2 separate regions of the Sus scrofa genome follow, and region 2 is linked to region 1. A link is a contact called in public HiChIP or PLAC-seq data. All regions are on one chromosome and are shown on one strand. Each heading gives the region's core, a stretch centred on a gene start, on an enhancer-like site or on the middle of the called end of the contact. The rest is flanking DNA. Distances are from core to core; before and after follow the strand shown.

Evidence for each region. HiChIP or PLAC-seq counts read pairs in DNA pulled down with a chosen protein or histone mark.
Region 2: a contact with region 1 is called in an H3K27ac HiChIP or PLAC-seq map of skeletal muscle. The contact joins the promoter of PARP12 here to the promoter of KDM7A in region 1. A contact is called at or near these places in 1 of 5 promoter capture datasets (liver), 3 of 47 Hi-C or Micro-C datasets (blood, liver and retroperitoneal adipose tissue) and 2 of 2 datasets of contacts at active chromatin or transcription factors (alveolar macrophages and skeletal muscle).

What each region holds. Positions count from the first base shown.
Region 1 is chr18:9,579,705-9,585,266 of Sscrofa11.1, reverse strand. It overlaps KDM7A (lysine-specific demethylase 7A), which reads right to left and starts at 3,799. Exons shown (of 20, transcript XM_003134614.4): 1 at 3,474-3,799. The coding sequence starts at 3,667.
Region 2 is chr18:9,672,248-9,677,671 of Sscrofa11.1, reverse strand. PARP12 (poly [ADP-ribose] polymerase 12) reads right to left here and starts at 3,831. Exons shown (of 12, transcript XM_003134615.4): 1 at 2,379-3,831. The coding sequence starts at 2,707.

The DNA.
Region 1 (5,562 bases), core at 2,550-5,049:
GGGTTAAGGATCCGGTGTTGCTGTGAGCTGTGGTGTAGGTCACAGACGTGGCTCGGATCTGGTGTTGCTGTGGCGTAGGCCGGTGGCAACAGTTCCAATTAAACCCCTAGCCTGGGAAACTCCATATGCCTCGGGTGTGGCCCTAAAAGGACAAAAGACCAAAAAAAAAAAAGAAGGGAAAAAGAAGGGAGTTCCTGTCATGGCTCCATGAAAACAAATCTGACTAATATCCATAAGGATGCAGATTCGATCCCTGGCCTTGCTCAGTGGGTCAGGGATCCGGTGTTGCTGTGAGCTGGTGTAGGTCACAGACATCGCTCCGATCTGGCTGTGGTATAGGCCAGCAGCTACAACTTTGATTTGACCCCTCACCTGGGAATCTCCATACGCTGAGGGTATGGCCCAAAAAAGACCAAAAAAAAAAAAAAAGGTATCAAGAAGTTATTCAAGTAAAGACAAATCTATGTATCCACCTTCCTATCCTTTCTTTCTCTTCTGCAGACAGGCCATCGCTGGAAACCAAAAGAAAGCTAAGAATGAGGATTAAAGTACTCATTAGGGGGAATTCTCACATGAGCAAATGACATTTGTTTAATAATTAATACAGAAGGAACATCTTGCTGTGTTCCAAAAACCAATCATTCATTTCATGGTACAATAAACAGAGTAAATATTGATTACAAAAACAACAACAAAAAAAACATACAGACTCCAAATGACCAACACCTCATTAAGAATGAAACTTGCTAATAAGATAGTGCTTTTGCATGGCAGGGCATTATCATCAAATTTCTAACTTTTGACATGTGAATCACATTAACTTCTCAAGGATTGCCAATCAAAAAACCCTGAGTTCTGGAGTTCCTATTGTGGCTCAGTAGGTTGCCAACCCAACAATTATCCATGAGGATGCGGGGCTGATCCCTGGTCTCGCTCATTGGGTTAAGGATCCCATGTTGCTGTGGCTGTGGTGTAGGCGGGCAGCTATAGCTCCAATTCGACCCCTAGCCTGGGAACTTCCATGTGTCGCAGATACAAATCTAAAAAGATAAAAAAAAAAAAAAAAAAAAAACCCTAAGTTCAAAGTAACATTTTTCAGAGTCACTTTCACACAAATAAGAGTTCCTGCTGTGGCACAGTGAGTTAAGAACCCAACTGCAGTGGCTCAAGTTGCTGAGGACGCCAGGGTTTGATGCCTGGGAGGAACTTCTATATGCTGCCATTAAAAAAAAAAAAAAAAAAAAAAAAAAAAACACACACACACACACAAATGTATGTGACAAAGCTGAACACACTTGTTTTGGCCTTGTTCTCCCTCCTTCACACACATCCTCTTTGTTTTCCCTTAACTTTTTCCTATTTACAAAGTTATACATAAATGTATTACAAAATTCTCCATAAACTACCTGCAGGTTCTCATGGTTACGGTGCTCCCGAAATTAGGATAAACAAAATTCTAGTCTAAAATCTATTAAGCTATCAAATCTCTGCTTTGTATCATGGCACAAATTTCTGAAGCAGCTAAAATGGTTCTTTGAAGAAATAAGTATTTACATAATCACCAGGGATTCGGGTTTTATTCTATATGTAACCTAGATTTTCGGATAATCTCTATTCTGGTTGCCTATGATGGGGAAAGTGGGTGTAAAAAAATTGGCAAGATTAGGTGTCTTCATAGATCAGTTTCACATACAATCAAAATAAGGGAAAAAAACATCGGGTTTTATTGAAGCGATTAAAAAAAAGAACTTTGGATAATTTATTCTTAATGACAAGTGGCATGGTGGTAACAGCATTCCCAGCATCCACCAGACTGTTAAAAGATTACCTGATATACAAAATAAGGACGCTGTCCTTCTTTCGCAGTGACAATCTGTTGAGTGTTTCCCCCTCTGCAGCTGTCAGAATTGTGCCACCTGAAAACTGATTAGTAAAACTAACTGTACTTGAAAATTCAGCAAAACTAACTGTATCTAGCACTGAACACTGACATGAACGCTGTGCTGAACCGGTTTTCTCTCCCAGGGCCAGCAGAGGGAGACTAAGACATCTGGCCTGGTCGTGTGGTGTTTCTGCGAAATTGGGGAGGGGGGGAGCGGAGGCTGTATTTAAATGTCCTGCTGTCAATCAAAGGACACTTCCTACAATCACAGTCACCATATCTGCTATTACCCGGGAGCGTACTCTCGCCAAGATACACCGCCAAACGGTGCTGGGGAAACCTGCTTCACCTAAAGGTGACCGCAGGCTTTGCCACAACACCCAAATAAGGACTTTGGGAGCCCGACCTCAACTAGTTTCTTTGTTTAAATGCCTGCGAATCCCTCCCACGCCGGAGTCAAGAGGCTGTGGCGCCGCCCTTTATTAGCCTCACACTTTGATTACAAAACACACGAGTCGGCGGCTCGGCGGCGGAGGCGGCCCGAGCTCTCACAAACGTCAAACCCAAACGCAGGCAGCGGCTGAGGCACAAGGCGACGCTCGCCGCCCCCGCCACCCGACCCCAAGTCCCCACCGAACGGCGCAAGTTCGCCTGCACCAGGCCCCCGGGCGCTGGCCCCGGGCTGCCCGGGGGTCGCCGGCCCTTCGGGCGACGGGAAATTTCACTCTCTGTAAAGTTTGAGCGGCGGCGCGGGGGCGGCCCGGGGGCGGCGGGGACGAGAGGCTGTGCCTCCGGGCCCCGCTGCCCACTCCATCCGCTCCACCCCCGCCGGGACGGGCTGCGCCGGGGTGACGGGTGGTTGGCACGACCGCAGCCGACCTGACGCCCCGCTCGGGACCCCCGGCCCAAACTTCCGACTGGCATCTTTCAAGTCCCCGAAAGTGCCTCATCTGTTGCTCTGTTTACTCCGCGGAACCCCACCGGGCGGGCGCTGCCGACGCCCCCGTCCCAGAGCCCGGGGGCCGAGGAAGTTTGATAAAGACAGGGGAAGGGGGCGCGACCGGGACCCGCAGAAAGAGGGCAATTTCTGGAGACCCCGGGCCGGGGCCAGCCGGTCGCCGCCCGGAAGGAAGGCGGGGAGGGCGGCCGGCCGGGCGGCGACTTCGGGCTGGGAGTCCCGGGCGGGCGGGCGGCCGGGCGGGGCGGCGGCCGGGCTGCGGGCGCGGCGAGGGGCGGCGGGCCGGGCCGGCGCTCCGCCCGCCGCCTCCGCCGGCGCCTGCCCCGGCCGCGTCCCCTCGCCCGGGTCTCCCCCTGCCAACTTCTCGGCCGGCCCCCTTTGTTCCCGTTTGTTGTGGCGACTCTTCGCCCAGCCAGGCGATCCCACCAGCCCCCCTCAGCCCGCCCGGCGCCCGGCGAGCCCGGGACCCCGCGCGCCGCGCTGCCCGGGCCGAGGGCTAGGAGCCGGAGCCCCTGAGCGCTCGACGCGGCGCGGCGGCCGAGCGGAGAGCGGCTCGGGCGGCCGGCGCGGCGACGGCGGCGGTTAGCCGGTGGCCGGCGGCAGCGGCGGCGGGGCTAGAGGGGGTTTATTTACCTGCCGTGGAACCAGTCCTTGCAGATATCGCACTCGATCATGAAACGGTTCACGTCGTACGGCTGCCGGCACACACAGTACACCGGCGGGGGCGGCGGGGGAGCCGAGGCCCGGCCGGGAGCCGCCACCGACACGGCTGCCGCGGCGGCTCCAGCTGCTGCTCCCGCGGCCACCGCCGCCGCCGCTCCGGCCATCTTTAAAAAACACACACACGCTCGCTCGCTGCTCCGCTCGCCGACTGGAGCGAGCGCAGCCGCCAGCCAGCGCCGCCTCCTGCAGCAGCCGGAGCAGCAGCCGCGGCGCCGGCGGCGGCGGCGGCGGCGGCGGCGGCGGCGGCTGCGCCCCAGTGCGCGCGCGCGCGAGGCCGCGGCCCGGCGAAGGGGGGCGGGTCAGCGGCGGGCGGCGGCGCGCGCACGACGCGCGAGGTCCCGGCCCGGCTCCTTCCGGCGCTCCGCGCGGGGCCGTGCGTCTCGCGCACGTCCTCCTGCCGCCGACGCGCGCACCGCGCTCCCCTCGCGTCGGCCGGGCGGAGGGACAGGCTGAAGGGCACGCGGGGCGGGGGAGGCGGAGAGAGAGGCGGAGGGAGGCGGAGGGAGCCAGAGGCTCCCTGAGGACACGCGCTGTGGCGCTGGGAGCGCGGCCGCAGGAGGAGAACTGCGGGAGCGCGCGAAGAGCCGGCTTCTCGGTTTCTGAGTGAACGCCGAGGCCGGGGAAGTTCCTGCGCAGTGGAAAGCGGCGCACGCTGCGTTTATGCTCAGAGCCGCAGAACCGAGGAAAGGAGAACGCTGCCGGAGCCACCTCCCGAAGTCACCTAGCAGCCTCCCCGAGACCTCCGGGGTCCGAGTCGAGGGTTAACACCACGGAGAGCGGGTTATGCCCGGCAGATGGGCAGGAGTGTGCTGGGGAGTCATTCAAACTTCCAAAACGTCCCAGCCGATTTCCCACCGACTAGCCAGGAGATTAGTGTTGATGGAGCCACTAGTAGGTGAAGGAGGTTGTTCCCAAGAGGAATTCAGTTAATTCAGTCTGTGCGCCGAGAGGGGCCAGGCTTCAAATGTAGTGGGTGGAGAAAGGACCGGAGAGGAACTCGGCGTGTTTATAAATAACGTGAGACGCGAACGCTGAGTTCCAAGTTTGGAAGGTTGGGATAAAATTCTAAATGTGATGACGCCTCGGGAAGGGGCTGCCACGAAAACCAGATAATACGGTACTTGGCACATAATAGGCCACTAATAAATGTTTTTGAATGAAGGATGTGATTGATAAGGATAAAAACAGCTAGCACATACCGAATAGAGAAAAATTGCCTTGGAATCATAACCACGCAAATTGGAAGGGATGTTAAGAATTATGGAATCAGATATTTGTAGCTGAATTTCGCAGGCGTTTCTATCAATGGTAAAATCCCAATAGCTCCAGGTCTCACTCAGCCCCAGGCAGAAAATCACTGATTTATTCTAATCTTTTTATAATTGAGGAAAGCAATTAAGTTGCCTCAAGTGTCAGATATGAGCTTAAGCTAAAGTTTTTAAGTTCGATTCTGTATCCAGTCCTCTCTCTACCGCTCTATTGCTTGTCACATATGTTTTGGGAAAAGAAAAACCTGGAAATCAGAGTTAATCCCAGAATGAATGAGTTTGAAACACTTCTACTAGTGAAAAGAGAATAGTTACTGTGATTTTGGCATATGTTTAGAGGCATCCTGGATTGGTGGAGTGAAAAAAAAGGCTTACATTCAGACCCTGTATTATGGAAGCTGAGTGACCTTGGGCAAGTCACTCCATTTCTCTTGAATTAAATCCTTGAACATCTGTTCAAAGAAAAATTGTGGATAATATCTTCCTTAACTACTTCACAGAGGCTTATTAACAAGCAAGGGGATCATGTATCTTTTTGTGTGTGTCTTTTTTTTTTAGGGCCGTAGCTGTGGCATATGGAGGTTCCCAGGCTAGGGGTCCAACTGGAGCTGTAGCCGCCAGCCTACACAGCAGCCAAGGCAACACCAGATGCAAGATGCTTATGTGAACTGCACCACAGCTCATGGCAACGCTACATCCTTAACCCACTGATGGAGGCCAGGGATCGAACC
Region 2 (5,424 bases), core at 2,582-5,081, 92 kb before region 1:
ACCCCATGGTTGAGGAAGACGAGCAGCTCCGCAGGGAAAGCATAGAAAACACAGCTGCCCTGGGGCCCAGAAATCATCTGAGAAGGACGGTTCAAGAAACTGTCCCACGTAAACCACAAGGGGGAGGAAAAAATAGAAGACGAAAACTCAGAACCATTCAGGCCAGTAAATACCAGGTGTCCAGATTTCCAAGACAAGTGAAATCTGGCACCAAATTTTTGGGAATTAGCCTAGTGGGACCGCCATCTTCATCTTACCAACTCCAGGCATTGCGACCCACCAGTGAGCCCCCTCATTAGATCCCTCCATCCACCATTTACCGTGTCCCCCTTCCTCTCCAGGTGCTGCTGCTCCTTCCTCCCCAAGGTACAGCTTCTTCACCAGCCCCTGAAGGCCTGACTGCCCTCAGCTTCCATCCCCAGCCTCTGCCTCCACCTCGGATCACACCCACTCCTGGGGCTGCAGAAATGGCATACACTGCCCACCAACTCCCCAAACCAGCATCTAGGGCCCTGGCGACCCTCTCAAGGATAACACCTGGGTAGCCACCCCCTGCGTGTGCCTCCAAACAATACCCTCTCCGGCTCTGTCAACAATAACAAAGAAAAGTCATCACTGAGTCAACAATAATACACATGAGTCATCCCCTCTCGTGTTTTGTCACCACTCTCTCATCATCAGCTCCCCATCACTCCCAAATTTCTCACACACACACATCTGGTCCTCTTAAGGCTATATCTAGGCCTTGCAGTATTCAAACCTAGGTATTTCTGAGCAGCTGCTTCCGAGGGACCGCATTCCCCCCACCCCCCTCCACCATCCCCGGCCTTTAAGCAGAGCCCTGAGACATGGAGCAGGGGACGTGGACAGAAAGATACCTACCATTCCCAGACCTAGCCCATAAAAACCTCCTACCAGCCCTCTACTGTCCCTCTTCTCCCTGCTCCTTGTCCCTCATACCCTGACGCCTTAAGAGCCATAGGTTGAGAAGGACCGAATTCTGTATCTGTCAGCCTGGGTCCCTAAATGACTGCATGGATCTAGCCCCTACCCCAGGCTATTTATTTATTTATTTATTTGCTTTTTAGGGCCGCACCTGCAGCATATGGAAGTTTCCAGGCTAAGGGTCAAATTGGAGCTACAGCTGCTGGCCTACATACTACAGGCACAGCCAACACCAGATCCAAGATGTGTCTGCAACCTACACCAGAGCTCACGGCAACGCCAGATGCCCAACCCACTGAGCACAGCCAGGGATCAAACCTGCATCCTCATGGGCACTAGTCAGATTCGTTTTCACTGCACTACAAGAGGAACCCCTTTTTTTTTTCAGTCTGACGAAACCTCACTCTTTGACCCAATGTCAGCAAGAAATAATATCTACTGTGTTAAGGCAGAAAAAAAGAAGAAACAACCCTTCTAAGTAATTGGACTAGCTACTTAGAAACAGGGCCATACAGATGCCCATCACATCCTCCTCTGAGTCAGCATCCACACCACTATCTAAGACAGCTTCCCGAAACACACACTTGACAGCTGCTCTCTCCCGCCATCGGAAGGGCCCACACCACCTTCCCGGGAGATCTCATTAATTTACTCCACAAATCTCAGTGAACACCTGTTAGGTACAGAGCACACAGCTGAGGGCCCGGAGAGGCCAGCCAGGTCAAGACAGCGGTCAACTCCGCCCTTGGAGTTGACATTCTATGGCAGGAGTGGGGGACCATGATGAACGCTCTGGGAAAAGCCAACACAACAGTGTGATGGAGAGGGAGAGGCAGAGAACAGCTCAAAAAGCAAAGATACTCGAGTCGAAGCCTAAAAGATTCCCTGGGCCGAGCAGGAAAGACGGTCCCCTGGGACCGTTCCCCAGGGACATTGTGGGCGATGGTAAGGAGCTTGCAATTTACGCCAACGGCAAAGCAGCCATGGCGGCGTGTAAGCAGGTGAGAGAAGTTTCGAAAGATTCCTTCGGCTGTGGGGTGGAGAAAGCTCCTCCAGCAGCCCTGGAGCTCTGAGCAGGAGCCAGCCACAGCCCCTCTTCTTCTGGAGAACCCTCCCCGCTCCCTTAGCCGGCGCTCCCCCGCCCCCACCCCCACCCTGGTACTGTCACCCCGGGGTGTCCCGCCACGCACTGGGTTCTAAGGCTCTGAGACCGAAGGAGCCTAGAGGACACCGTTCGACGCGAGTCCCACGCACGGGGCCAGGGGTCGAGTAGCTGCTCAATAAACGTTCGCTGAAGGGAATTAAGGAGGAGGGGAGGCCAGGGAACAGCCACCTCCCCACCTCCCGGTGTCCCCGAATTTAAGAAAGGCCGAGACCCAGCTGGGGGCGGAGGCGGCGGGTCCCGGCCCTCCGGCTCCGGCGCGGCGCCTTACCCGTCCCTCAGGAACTTGCACTGGCCGTACAACACGAACTTGCAGAGGTGCAGCTGCGCACACAGCCCGTGGCAGCTCGGCTTCGGGCCCAGGTGGGCGGTGCACAGGCGCAGCGGCGACGCGGCCAAGACCGAGGGCTCGACGGCCGCCGCGCCCGCCCCGGCCGCCCGCCGCACCACCACGCAGTGCCCGCACTCCCGCAGCAGCCGGTCCAGGGCATCCCCGCCGACGCCCGGCCGCAAGCGGCGCCGCAGCTCTTCCAGCCCCAAGGAGCCCCCGGCCGCGCACAGCGTCTGGGTCACCTCGCGGAGGAGGGCGGCGGGCGCCATGGCCGTCGGGCCGGGGACTGCAGGGCCGCGGGCGGCTCTCGTGGACACACCGGCTGGAAACGAAACCGAAACCTCCGGCTGGAAAGCAAACCGAAAGCTCCGGCGGCTCCGGGGAAAACAGAACCCGGCCGCCTCGCCACGCCCCCGGTCCGCAGCTGAGCCGGGCTCGGCGCCTTCCAGCCGCGGGTCGCCCGGCTGCGCGCTAGGCCTCCCGCCCCGTCGGAAGCCCGTGGCAGCTGCTCGGCGTCCGAGGAGTGCTCGAGGGGGTCCCTCCGAGCGGCGAAGGAACGAGGCCCCGCTGCCTCGCGGCCGCGCTTCGCGCTGCTCGAGGCGCCTTCGCCGGGCCGAGGGGTGTGGGGCCGCCCCGGGCGTCGGGAAATAAGGCGGCCGGCGGATCTCGCACCTCCGCGCCCGGCGCTGGGGCGGAGCGGCCGGGACGCCCGCCTGCGGACGGCCCGCAACGTCGCAGAAGCCAAATCCGGCTTCCTGGTCACTCGCGGAAATGGGGGCGACGAGCAGGGGTCCGTCCCCCCTCCCCGCCCCCCGCCCCGCGCCAGGGGAAGGCAGTCACTCGGAGCTGCGAGACGGGCTGCAGGGCTCCTTCCTTCACTTCAGCGCCGGCAGCGAATCCCCTTGAAAAAGAAGTCCCTTTCTCCCCACCCCCGCTGAATAAAGATGGACTCTTAAAGGCCTTCGGGGGCCTGGCGACGCTCACGGGGGGTCGCAGGTGGAACTGTGAAGTGTTGAGAGCCCCCTGGGAACGTTATCCGGGAATAGTTATTAAAATATTGAGCGTGCGTGACCTTTGGCCCAGCAGCCTTTCTTCTGAGAAGCTTCTAGAAGTCAGAGGAACAGTAAATAAGTTAGGTGCAGAAGCGTCTGTATGGAGGAGGTAGGGTAGTGGGAGCAACGCGGTGGGTGGGTTTCCGGGCTATTACTCAGGTCTAAGGAGCATGCGTTGAACCCGTCTTCGGACCTGGAAGGACCTCCATGTTGTGAAGAGGAAAAAGAACGCTGTATAAAAATGTCTGAATTGATAGGAAGGGGCGAGTCCCAGTTGTGTGGGACTGAATCCGACTAGTACCCACAAGGCCCAAGGTCCGGTCCCTGGCCTCGCTCAGCGGGTTGAAGGTCCGGCGTTGCCGTGAGCTGCGGCGTAGGTCACAGACGCGGCTCCGATGTGGCAGTTGCTGTGGGTCTGGTGTAGGTCGGCGGCTGTAGCGCCAATTAGGCCCCTAGCCTGGGAACCTCCTCATGATGCCTGTGCGGCCCTAAAAAAGGCAAAAAAAAAAAAAAAAAAAAAAAAAAAAATTCTATTTGTAATATTACGAATATGCAAAAATCTATTAAGTGTATGTGAGAAGAGTAGATCATAATGAGAACAAATAAACGTAAATTAGGGCATGGGATGAGGGACAATTTTTTCTCTTGGATTTTATTGTTTTAAAATTTTTGTCATGTGTAAAAAATAATCTTTAATAACATTAATTTAATTTAATAAAGTTTTTCACTTAAATTTTTAATTCTTTCTCACAGCAGTGACCCCGCTGGGTCCTTAACCCACTGAGCCACAGAAGAACTCAATTTTTCATTTTAATGGTGGTCTTAATATGGTTTTGAAATAATAGGACATTCTGCATAAAGAAAAAAAGGGTGTTGTTTTTATCAAAAACCTGGGTTTCTCTCTTACCACGTACAATGGAGTCACAAGACACAACCAAGCCAAAGATCAATAGAGAGAAGGAAAGATTTATTACCGACAGCAAGTAAGGAGAACACCAGGGATCTTTTCCAAAACAGTGTCTCACCAGCAAAATGGGTGACGTTTTAAGCTAAGGGTACATGCATAGTCATCAAGGGACTTGAGCAGAAGTCAGCAAAGAACTGGGGCAAAGGGTGACAGAGTCCAAGCTTTCGTTGATTCAAGTCATGAGGGTCTTCAAGCCCAGCAAGTCAATAGCATCATCCCTTTGGTTCCAGTTATCTGGTAGTTGAGCACCTGAGGGGGGGTTAAATTCTGTGAAACAGCTGAAGAGTGTTCTTCAGACTAGTCTTTACCATTGAAACAGAACTAGGCATCTCTACAACTAAGTTGCTATCTTTGCTGTTGTTATTTGTCTTGCATAATGACAGTTTGTTCTCCTGTTCCCTGGAGATCATTATTTCTGAGACCTGTTCAGAGTCACGCATTGTGGCCAGGCCTGGATCACAACATGGCGTAGGCCTAAAATGGCTTCTCTTATGTCAAGAAAGCCAGGCCTGGTTTTCTTTTTCTGGGGACTCCCTATCTTAGCGGCTTACAATGTGACAATGGAGGCAGAGAAGGCAGAGATTGCAATGATGTGCACATAATCTGGGAATGCCACGGAGTGCCATCAGTCACCAGAAGCTCGGAAGAGGCAAAGAAGGATTCTTCGGAGCCTCCGGCGAAAGCACAGCCCTGCCCTCATCTTGAGTTCGGATCTCTGGCCTCCAGAACTGAGAGAGGATAGATTTTTGTTGTTAAGCCCAGTTTGCGGTGATATGTTCTTGCAGCCCAGGAAACTCATTCGGCCTGCTTTCCCAGTGAGATGTGGGGAAGGGTTATCAGCTGAGAGGAGCTAGAGTGGGGGCCGGGGAGAGAGAAGACAGGACCAGGGATCATGGCTCGTTTCGGGGAATGGAATAGCGAATAGTACTGCAGAGACACAGGCAGGCCAGTCCACATCAAGGGCCCT